Linked DNA regions of Danio rerio: region 1 is linked to region 2. Evidence: chromatin contacts called from public Hi-C data. All regions are on one chromosome and are shown on one strand. Each heading gives the region's core, a stretch centred on a gene start, on an enhancer-like site or on the middle of the called end of the contact. The rest is flanking DNA. Distances are from core to core; before and after follow the strand shown. Region 1 overlaps si:ch211-168k14.2. Region 2 overlaps clybl (citrate lyase beta like).

Region 1 (5,292 bases), core at 2,388-4,887, 290 kb after region 2:
TAAAGAAAGAAAAGAGTTGAAACAACACAATTCGTATGTTTTTTGGGGAACTTAATTGATTTGTGTTGGGACAACATGAAGGAATATTGTGGAATAGGGCTGGGCAATTAATCGAAAAGTAATCGAAATCAACATTCAGGACCAATAATCGATCTACAATTTTTTCAGGTAAATTTCTCACTAATAACACTAATTTCTCACTAGACACCTACCGCATGTGGTGTCACATGACCCTACTCTGTTAAGGCCGATTTAAACTTTTGCGTCGAATGCGAAGGTGTTGTCCGGCACAGCCTTTGTGTGGTCGCATACCACGCGCACCTCTCAAAAAATGTAACTACACCTGCAAGTTATTTATTTTCATTTTTTATAAGAAAAAAGTGACTGTTGGTTTCAGGCAATGTATGTTTTAATTTCAGTTGTTCAATGCTGATGTTCAATAAATAATCATAGATAGTAGATAGATAGTGTGTGTTTCCTTTAATTATTTTAAAATCAAGTAATGCACCCTTCATTCAGAAATTTCTCACTTGTAATATGTGAACATATTTACTGTACAAAACCTGTCAGTGGACTATGAGGGCAAAAAAATTAAATAAATATATAAAATAAGCAATCATTAATCGTAATCAAGTTGAAATGTTCAAATAATCGTGATTTCTATTTTAGGCCAATTCGCCCAGTCCTAATGTGAAGTCCAGCATTTTTAGAGTGTAGTCATAGATTGCATTCAGAATCTCCTGACAGAGACATTCGTACATTGTAAATAATTCTTGCTTGCTTTTTATTAGTTGTATCAAATTAACTTTTCTAGTAATCTTAACTTAATCAAACTGACTAAAATAATAAGTTAAACTTTGTATAATATAAAGTACATTTAATTGATACCAAATTAACGTATTAAAATAAGTTAAAGCAACATAATAAATTGTTGTCTTGAGTTTTTGGCATATTTTTTTTTCACAATGATGCTGAAAATTTATATTTACCGTAAAGGACATCATAAAATTTATTTAAATGCAAACAGTTTTGTTCTCAACAATATTAATATTAATGCATTTTTGAATAAATAAATGCAGCCATTGTGAGCATAAGCACTTTCACTAATATGAAACGTTTAGATTTAGTGCTTACAATGCTACAGTGTTTGCTAATTATTCATATTTGTTGTTATTTAATTTGTTAAATGATGTTCCCCAATTCATCATAACTTCTGGATATCGATAAAATAAATTAACATTTTTGTTTTATCAGGTGACGCGGTGGCACAGTAGGTAGTGCTGTTGCCTCACAGCAAGAAGGTCGCTGGTTCGAGCCTCGACTGGGTCAGTTGATGTTTCTGTGTGGAGTTTCCATGTTCTCCCCGTGTTAAAATGGTGACTGGGTGATGTGGTTTATGTAATCAGTATTTATGATTCACTGCTAAATTATTAGACAGTTTGAGAAAGTTCCAACATACAGTATCTTTAACTTGTGTCTAATTCTGTGAGGTCAGCAGAGTGAGTCAATCAAGTATTATGAAGTGAAATTATCAGCTAATTGCTATTGTGGTAAATGAGTCAAAGCATTGCTGATTCTTCATTGTAATTCAAAGAAGAAATATTAAACATAATGTTGAATAAATGACTTTATATCATAACAGATATAGTGTATATATGAATAGCACAGTTAGCATAGTAGCTTTACAATGATCGATGAGTGAAGCCCTGCAAATGAGAAGTAATTTTTATATACTGTGTGAGTGTAATAATTGCTTCTCTTTCTTTCTTCTACTAATTAAAGGACGAAATAAATTTGATGTTTTCCATGATAACTGTATGCAATCACACAATGTATATTTCATCTGCCAAAAGCATCAGTAAAACAGCTTTCCAACAGTGTCACACAAAGCTGCATTTATTTGCTTAACAAATGAGAGAAGAGTATTACTCTAAATGACATATTAGTGCTATATTAGGCTAGATATTTAATATAATGTTTACCTGTTAGAGATACCCTAATTCATCTTTTGATATGATGACCTTTTAGAGAAAAATGATGTCCATATATGTGGACTCGTGGTTTGAATTTACATAAAACACTTTTTGCTGATTGTTTTTAATGCATAATTAACATAAATTTTTTTCAACATGTTTTGACTATCAGAGAGCAAAACTTTTTTCCCCATCTTGGACAGTTCAAAATAGTGTTTGGGACATTTCATATGCTGCAAAACAGTTGCAGGATGACACTGTATGTCTGTAACAACATATAAAACATTCAAAGTATTTTAAATAGCCACTTTAAGAGATGAATGTGCTGTCCACATATGTGGACACTAAGCCCTAGGAGGTTAACAGAGCATTTGAATAGAAACATAATTGTATAATAGGTGTAGTTTACATGTTTTAATAAATAGTAGTCAAGAACTATATCTTAAATTTCAGTTTAATTAAATAGTTTGGGCTCTGTTGCTAATTGTAGCCTTTAATATTACAGTGATGTTCAATGACTTGCTTTATTTAGTTTTACAACAATAGCTTGGAGAGGTTTTTGATTAAGTTAAACAAGAAAATAGCAATTATAATTGAATTTAATTAAAAACAGAGCTACAAAATGCAAACCTGTTTAAGAATTAAAAAAAAAAAAGAAAAAAGAAAAAGTAATTCTATGTTTTGTTTTTTTTTTTTTCGTTTTTCCCCCTGCTGCAGCAAAAATGCACCAAACAAGCATTTCAAAACTGAGGTCATTACAAACCATTTTTGTGTAACATTTATATCAATGGTTATACTGATAACTTATGCATAAAGAGAGAAAGGCAGAGAGAACAAACCAATGTTATATTATAATTTTTTAATGATGAAGTCATGTTCATTTGAATTATAAAGTTACATTAATATTGATTAATAAATAAAGGTTTTAATGTTGTCAGTTCATTTCATTCTGGCATCTGTGATATAGTCCAAACGCAGTTCGTGTAGCATAGAGAAATCTTCACTAATGTACATTTTATAGGCTTTTATGTATGTTCAGGCCATTCTAAATATGGAAATCAAAACCATTTTATAATTCAATCATTCCGCTGCTAGCAGACCACCTGTGCTGCATGGTCAGCAGGGGTCTCCTGTACACCCTGGAAGGCTTATATATTTATTTCAGTCTTACTCTCAGAAGTCACTTAGTCTAGTGGACACAAACAGAAACTAGGGATAAAGCCAGAAATCAATGAACAAGGTGAGAGACCCTTCGCTACATGTGATCCGCTGTCTTTTGTGATATCTTCAGTTTGTGTGATGGTGTTTTAGAGAGACTCTCTTGATCATGTGCGCACCAGGTCAAGGGTCACGGCCGTCTGCAAGTGACCACCCAGACTCTTCGTCCAGTTTCCGGACTTCAAGCGACCCCCACCTTTTTGTCTTTCTTTCATTTTCTGGCCCCTCCTCGCAGCGACACTGGTTTTCATCTCTTGAAACAAAAGCTAACTGTTTTGCTCAGCGCTAGATCAAGGGCCTCCTTTTTCCTCCAGGAGAGGTGGAAAAACAAACATGTGTACGCCGATACCTTCTGTCGCTTCCAGATTCACATCTGCAAGCTCCACCACTCTTCAGCTGTTGGAGAGCCTGCACACACATACAAGCGTGTTCCCATGGGACAGGCCTGTTTATCAGCCAGCCTGCCAACCACATGATGGATCCTACCACAGGCGTCAAACGTGACACTCGGGTGGGTGGTAGTGCGGGTCAGACCCCCACACGAACCCGCACACTTGGCTGAGATGCTGGCTCTCAGTTGTGGACAAAAAAATGCGTGCGGATGCCCTGGAGATAATGCTGCTGTTTGTACCGGGACTGTGATTTCCCCATTAGGTGTTCCAGCTTTGATGAGAACATTTCATCTCATCAGAATGGCTGATCAATTGGAAGTTCTGTACATTGTTCTAAACACACGTGATCGGCTCTGTTGGATCTGACGTTCGATGTCATGTTTTGATCAGGTGTTTGATCCCAGGCACCATCAGTTGTCATCGCTCGTCTCTAAACAGTGGTCTACCACTCTTCATTAAAAGTCAGGCTTTGCTAAAGAACAAAGTCTTTGGGGAGGTTTTGTATGATCAACTAGTATCACTAAAGATAAAACATCATTTTCCTTTACTGTGTGCACATGCTGAAGTACATGAGAGACATTGATTTTGTTTTTGTTATTTTCTTTCAACTGAGGAAAATTATGGTGCCTTAGATTTAGACTTCTATAAAATATATACATTTTTAGACAAAACAATAGTAATATGAGATAAGAAGAGTTAAGAACTCCATATTTGGTGGAATTAGCCTGATATTTTGGTTTTGTTATTCTAACCAATTATTTTTCTCTAAATTACAAATGAAATTGGGTATGAAAAATGATGCTCCCTTAACAGAATAAAACATTTTAAACTAATACATCCAAAACCAAAAATATTAAGGTGGTGTCTTATTTTTTTCTATAGCTGTAGATATCTTAAGGGCGTCAAGGTGGCTCAGTGGTTAGCACAATTGCCTCACAGCAAGAAGGTTGTTGGTTTGAGCCCCGATTGAGTTATTTCTGTGTGGAGTTTGCATGTTCTCCCTGTGTTCACATGGGTTTCCTCAGGTTACTTTGATTTTCCTAACAAGTCTAAAAACATATGGTACAGGTGAATTGGGTGAGCTAAATTGTCCATATAGTGTACACTACAGTATTGTGTGTGAATGAGTGTGTGATTCCCAGTGATGGGTTGAAAAATAGGGACTAAACCGAAAATGAATAAATGAATGAACATCCAGAACATAAGAATTTAAAGGTGATGTCTTAATTTTTTTTCATAGCTGTAGATGTATGAGTTATAATAATGCACATTGCTTTTTTGATCATTATTTTTGATATTTTTAAAATATTTTTTATCCAAGGTTATTACGCTGTCTGAAACTTATACCTGCTCATGCCTAATCATGATAAGTCTGGGTGTCTCATTTAGGTGTGAGTGAATTGAATGAAGTGCTTTTACATGTACACAAAGAGATGGAGGAATCTTTAATAATAAACTGGTTTAGCATTCTTTTAAGGTTCATTTTTATTACTACCTTTCAGAAGTCTTTGTCTTGATATTAGAAAGTAAATTTATTTTTGTAAGTTTTTGTTTAAAATTTTCTGAACATATGGAGGAAGATTTCAGCGCGCTGTAGTTGCCAGAGTTGTTTCTGCTGGTTTTTTTAAGGAAATAAACCAAAACAGTATATTTATGGTTAAGTTCAGCTGCATTTGACTGAGCATCACTCTCCTAGTGTTACTACATTG
Region 2 (5,419 bases), core at 1,004-3,503:
ACTTCACAACCATAGGGGGGTCTCTTCACACCACCATCAGTGTGCAGCATCCACTTGGATGATGCGAAAGCAGCCACAGGACAATGGCGCCAGAGCACGTACCATACATCAGCTATAGGTGAAGTGGTGAGACAGTGATAGAGCCAATTCAGTGGATGGGGATGATTAGGAGGCCATGATCGGTAAGGAGCGATGGAAGGAATTTGGCGAGGACACCAGGGTTACACACCTACTCTTTACAAGAAGTGCCATGGGTTTTTATGACTACAGAGAGTCAGGACCTGTTTAATGTCTCATCCGAAAGACGATGCCCACTGTGAGTAGTGTCCACTTCACTTTACTGGGGCATTATGACCCACACAGACCGCAGGTTAAGCGTACCCTGCTGGCCTCACTAACACCACTTCCAACAGCAACCTAGTTTTCCCATGTGGTCTCCCATCCAGGTAGTGACTAGGCTCAGCCCTGCATAGCTTCAGTGAGTAACTAAGTAGGTCTTGAGCTGCAGGGTGATATGGCTGTGGCCATATGGCTTGACATCCGTCGTAAAAGAAATCCAAAGTTTGTTAGAGAAAAAAAATCTTATTAGAAAATGTTTTGCACTACATGGAACATACATTTTGTTGTCTTCATGGGTAAAGATGAAGATATCTGTCATATTTGTAGGGGGCAATTGTGAATATCACATGATATATCCGTCAATCAACACCTGTATGTGATTTTTGTCACACTTTTTTCTGTAGGACCCCTTATGTGTTCCATATATGGCATACCCGATTGTCAACTTTGCAGATCAAGAGTTTAGATGTAATTTTTTTTTATTATTTTGGGTGGGGAAAGCAATGCATAAATCCATTATATTGTAAATGTTACAAATTCTCAAAATGTTCACCTCTTAAACAGTGTGCTTGGGGATCAGACATATTTAACTCTGTGACTTGAGAGATGTGTCTTGGTGAAGGTTTAATTGTTACACGGAACGTAGGGGTTCATTTGAGAACTAGAAGTAGATCAAACAGCCCTTTCAAACGCCTTGCTTCTGAACTAATTATCACCTAATAGCTGATGTGCCAACAAACAACTAGGCTAATTATTCTCTGATTTTGCTTCCGTGAGAACACAAAGTGAATTATTTTAACACCTTTGTAAATGTCCCCAGTAGAGCATTCTTTATCAGAATTTGCCCCAGCTGCTAAATGCGCTAACAGGTGAAGGTGTCTCGATATATTTTCGACACTTTTGCTGCATTTAAACCCTTTTTTCAAATTCATGACTGGTTTTGTTTGTTGTATTTGTAGCGATTTGAAGAGATTCTGACACAATATCTTTGTTTGTGGGTTACTTCCGAACAAAGAAAAACTGCCTTGTGAATTTGCCCATGGCATTTTTTATGCTCCTGTTTGAAAGGGTTGAAGGTGAATGGCTTGTTTAGCTGAAAAGGTCCTCTAAACGGTTTAACCTTCCCGAACAGCCCAACAAACAGATAGGCTGAAATTGGTGATGGCACGACCGGCCTTTTAAAAAAAGCAAAGCCCTTTTATTTGTCTGATCCGAGTGGATTTGTATTCAGTCGACACGAAGGGCCATGATTATGAAGACGTGTGAATTACAGACCAGGTCATTTGAAAGTGACGACCTGGGAATGGCACCAAAGCCTTTAGAGGAACAGCCTTTTGAGGCATTTTCCCTTTAATTCCGGTGCTGGCTTGTCCCCACAAACCCCCCTTTGTCCAGTTGGCACGGCTTTGATCTGTCCGTTTGACAATGAGCCCATCATAAGATTGCAAATTAAGGCAACTGGACACTAAATATGAAATGGAGCAAAACATTTGGGGGTCTTTCTTGTGTTTGGAATGGACTGTTTGTGCTCACAATTACTGGAAAAACCTGTTGCGGCATCTCTTTTTGATTCTGTTGAATTTCTGGTTCTCCTTTTGTTTCGTTTTTTGCAACTGCTTTTTAAGGCATTGGATATACATTTCATCCTGCTGTAACTTAGGCCATCTCTCATACACATTGCCATGCCTTTTAGACCCGGCTGCAGCCATGCGCTACTTCCTACAGGCCTTTGTTTACCCTCCTGGGCCCCAGCTGTTGGCATAGGTGATAGCCGTGCTCTGCGCCCTGAGGCCGCCCAAAAACCTGAGTCTGTGCACTGTTGCACCCCAAAACCTAAATAGGCGCATTAGACACAGCACATTAAGGGGCTGCTGGTGTGGCGGTGGGTGCTTGTCCCAGAGGCCCTCGTCTCTCTCCTCCTTCACACCTCGCCCCCATTTCTCTGTCTGGACAGATCAGGGGCCACGACACTGCAAAAGCTCAACCCGGGCCTTTGTATTTCGTCCCCCCCATTCTCCCACCTCCATTCACACAGTAGCTTCCTGATTTAGATATATCTCCACCAGTGTGAACGGGTGCCCATTGTTCACTTCTTTTTCTTGTTACACCATGTTTGATCTACCATAATGTCAACCTAGTGTGGTCGTGATGCCGTTTTTGTGTCCCTTTTAACTCGTCTTTCCCTGTTAGACACAGCACTGGAGTATAGGCTGTGAAAACACCCAGAATTCCAGACAAGTTTACTTTAGCCCAGCACCTTTATTTGGTGCAAAGTGAACATGGGTTCATCTCAATTTGAAAATGTGTTTTATTTTAATAATGGATGCTACATTTGTGGAAGAACATTGAAGCGTACCTAGAATAAAAAAAAGAATGGAGTTTGACTGCAAAACTATAATGATATTATGATATAAAAGTACCAATCTGTGTACATAATACAAATATAATCACTAATATAGAGCGGACAGGCTATTATTGAGATGATAAAGAATAAAGGTCAGAGGAAAACTAAAATGAAGATAAAAACATACTGCCCAGTTGATACTTACTGACAATTTTCTCCTCTGTAATGAAGTGTATTTCCCTGTGGCTTGTGTTGAGTGCTCTGATTTTGTGCAGGTTCTGATTGGTGTCATAGCTGAGAGAGCGCGAAAGATTGGATCAATAACGTAGGCCTGGGATCAGAAAATGAGGAAACCTGTTCCCAAAATAATGAAAGCAATGATGGTGTCTCTCCACTCGTAATGAACTTTACTACGAGCGTACTTGAGCATGACTTTGTCTCAGAGCAATGCAAATGGAATTGCCCCCTGATGGTTTGGAATGCACCCAGCTGGCCTTTAAAAGGTGATAATTGGAAAATACAGGATACAGCCTTGGTCAGAAAAGGGACTTCTTGTTCGACTGCTTTAACCACTGCATCTTTGATAAACGCTACGACAAGCTTGCTTTGAGCAAGGTTTTTACATATTTCTCTTTTTTTTTTTTTTGGCATTTTAGGTGTAGTATTAATTGAAATAAAACTTAGAAATTTTTGCTTCATTTTTTTCTGTTTCCTTTTATAAAAATACAACCAAACTAAACAAATGCCATTGGCTGTACTATTTTTATATGGGGTAAAGTTTGAGAACTGAAAACTTTTTAGTTTTGGTGTGTAGCATAATTAATAATAAATAGAACCAAAAATATATCAATGTATGTGCTTGCTTTCGTCGTAGGTGATTATATTTTTGACTGGGGGAGAAATAAAAAAAACTAAATCACAATTGGATTTATTTATTTAGGTTCAACTCTCTTAAGTATCCAGTAATATTTTTCCCAGGTTTATATAGCTCTCACAGATGAAGGTAAAGTGGGGCATAGAAAGGGTAAAAACATGCCTTTGACTCGCCTCCCCTCCTTTCCTCCAGCTTTATTGTAGTCCAACAGCAGTGCATAAAGCTAGACAGCATTCCTCTACATCCACGGAAGGAAGTCATGAGGCCTGGGATTTTGGAAAGCTTCTGTCCCTTACAAGTCTAAATTAAAACCAGTTTGCTACTCCTCCTTCAACCCTGGTTAAGGAGGCGCAGACGGACTTCATTAGAGTCACTCAGTTGTAAGGGCTCAGTTATAATCGCGCACTGACTCAAGTGGCGAATACTGTTTGCTTTGCGTATTTATACGCAAATACGCAGTTTGATTTGCGTATTTAACGTCAGTCGTACTTATTTTTGGAGTCTGTTCAAAGCACAAACAAGAAGATAAATGTTATCAATTGACACCATGTTTAAGTGAGCTGTTTTGAAAATGCCAGCATCATCCAAGCAAAATAGCATGTGTTTGGTGCCATCCTGCCTGACCGGGTGTCAGTCTGCTGAAGTTTCCATCATTAGCACACTGATATGCCGCCTGAACAGGAAAGTGTCTGAAATATCACATGGAACGCTTTCAAATAATTTCCTCTGAGTCACGAGCCATGCTGTTGGCAGCTATGTTAGCTTGAGGTGAAAAAGCTGGACTCCAGTTCAACTAAAAGATGCTCTGGCAAAATCACCCCTGAATGTTCATTTATTAACTTCGTTCTAATCCCAGGACACTGTTCTTTCTCAGCTTGTGTACCTGCTCTGACAGTGTGATGTGTTTTTTCCATGTTGATGTGTATCAGGTGGTGAAAATGTTGTCCAGGTGGAGCGGGAAAGGAAGGGTGGTGGTTGGATGCGGCCCACGGCCAAACACAACAGCTTCCATTCGTCCTTTTCCACCACCACCTCCCTCCATTCCCTCTATCTCACTGATTATCCAGACTTTACTCGGGGAGATGTGAGAATTAATTTTGCTGAGCTTATCAGCAAATAAACTGACTGCCAGGAATGAGGGGTAATAAACAATTTTATTAAAAAGCAACTGTTTAAATTAACTTTAATTTTTCCAAACGAGGAGCTGGTCAGCTTGAATGAGAAACCTTAGCCATTTAATATGTTAGTAAGGTATAATTTAAGCTACAATCAACTCAATCTTTGGAAAAGATAGTCAGGAAAATTACTACTACTAACAAAATTTGTCAACTACAGTAAAGAGCAATTATTATTATGTACACAAAATACATTGTAGGTCTCAGAGTAGCTTTCAGCTATTTGTGTGGTCGAAACCGTCCATTATTATTTATTTTCTGTAAAAGTTGTGTTGACTAAGTAAGGCTGGGTTGACAAAATGGTATTGATATTTATTAATCGAACACCGTTGTCATTAACCATAAAAAATGTATGAAGCCCTATAGCTTTATTAAAATGTGGCTGCTGAGCGTGCGCCTTGGAAAGAATGCCAACAAGCTTTTAGGGTTTTTTTCCAATCAAGGCACATGGCTAGGCGTGACGCAAGTGGCGCGCATGGGACGCGCACGCATTTTCCAGGCGCACATAGTTGAAAACATTTTTACATGCCGCATGCGCATTGTGATTCATGTAAGTAGAATTACCCAATCTGCTCATACTTTATTTGCAAAATACAAATTTCAGTAATAATGGCAGACTCAGACAAACACAGCGCACACAAACACTGCAGTACTTTTTCATTCTCTTTATAAATACAAACTAGTATC

The links. A called contact is a pair of places that touch in the nucleus more often than the background predicts.
Region 1: a Hi-C map of an unstated tissue shows a contact between it and region 2, with 4 times the contacts expected there. The contact joins two enhancer-like sites. A contact is called at or near these places in 5 of 18 Hi-C or Micro-C datasets (caudal fin, embryo, hematopoietic stem cells and 1 more) and 1 of 4 datasets of contacts at active chromatin or transcription factors (caudal fin).

What each region holds. Positions count from the first base shown.
Region 1 is chr9:33,155,749-33,161,040 of GRCz12tu, forward strand. All of the region lies in intron 3 of si:ch211-168k14.2, which reads left to right. Among named protein-coding and RNA genes, the nearest start is that of tmtc4, 46 kb to the right of the region's middle. Within about 2 kb of position 3,638, at least 4 of the 62 cell types and tissues checked have an H3K27ac peak or open chromatin away from gene starts, as enhancers often do.
Region 2 is chr9:32,866,643-32,872,061 of GRCz12tu, forward strand. The region is part of intron 1 of clybl (citrate lyase beta like); the gene reads left to right. Among named protein-coding and RNA genes, the nearest start is that of clybl, 22 kb to the left of the region's middle. Within about 2 kb of position 2,254, at least 7 of the 62 cell types and tissues checked have an H3K27ac peak or open chromatin away from gene starts, as enhancers often do.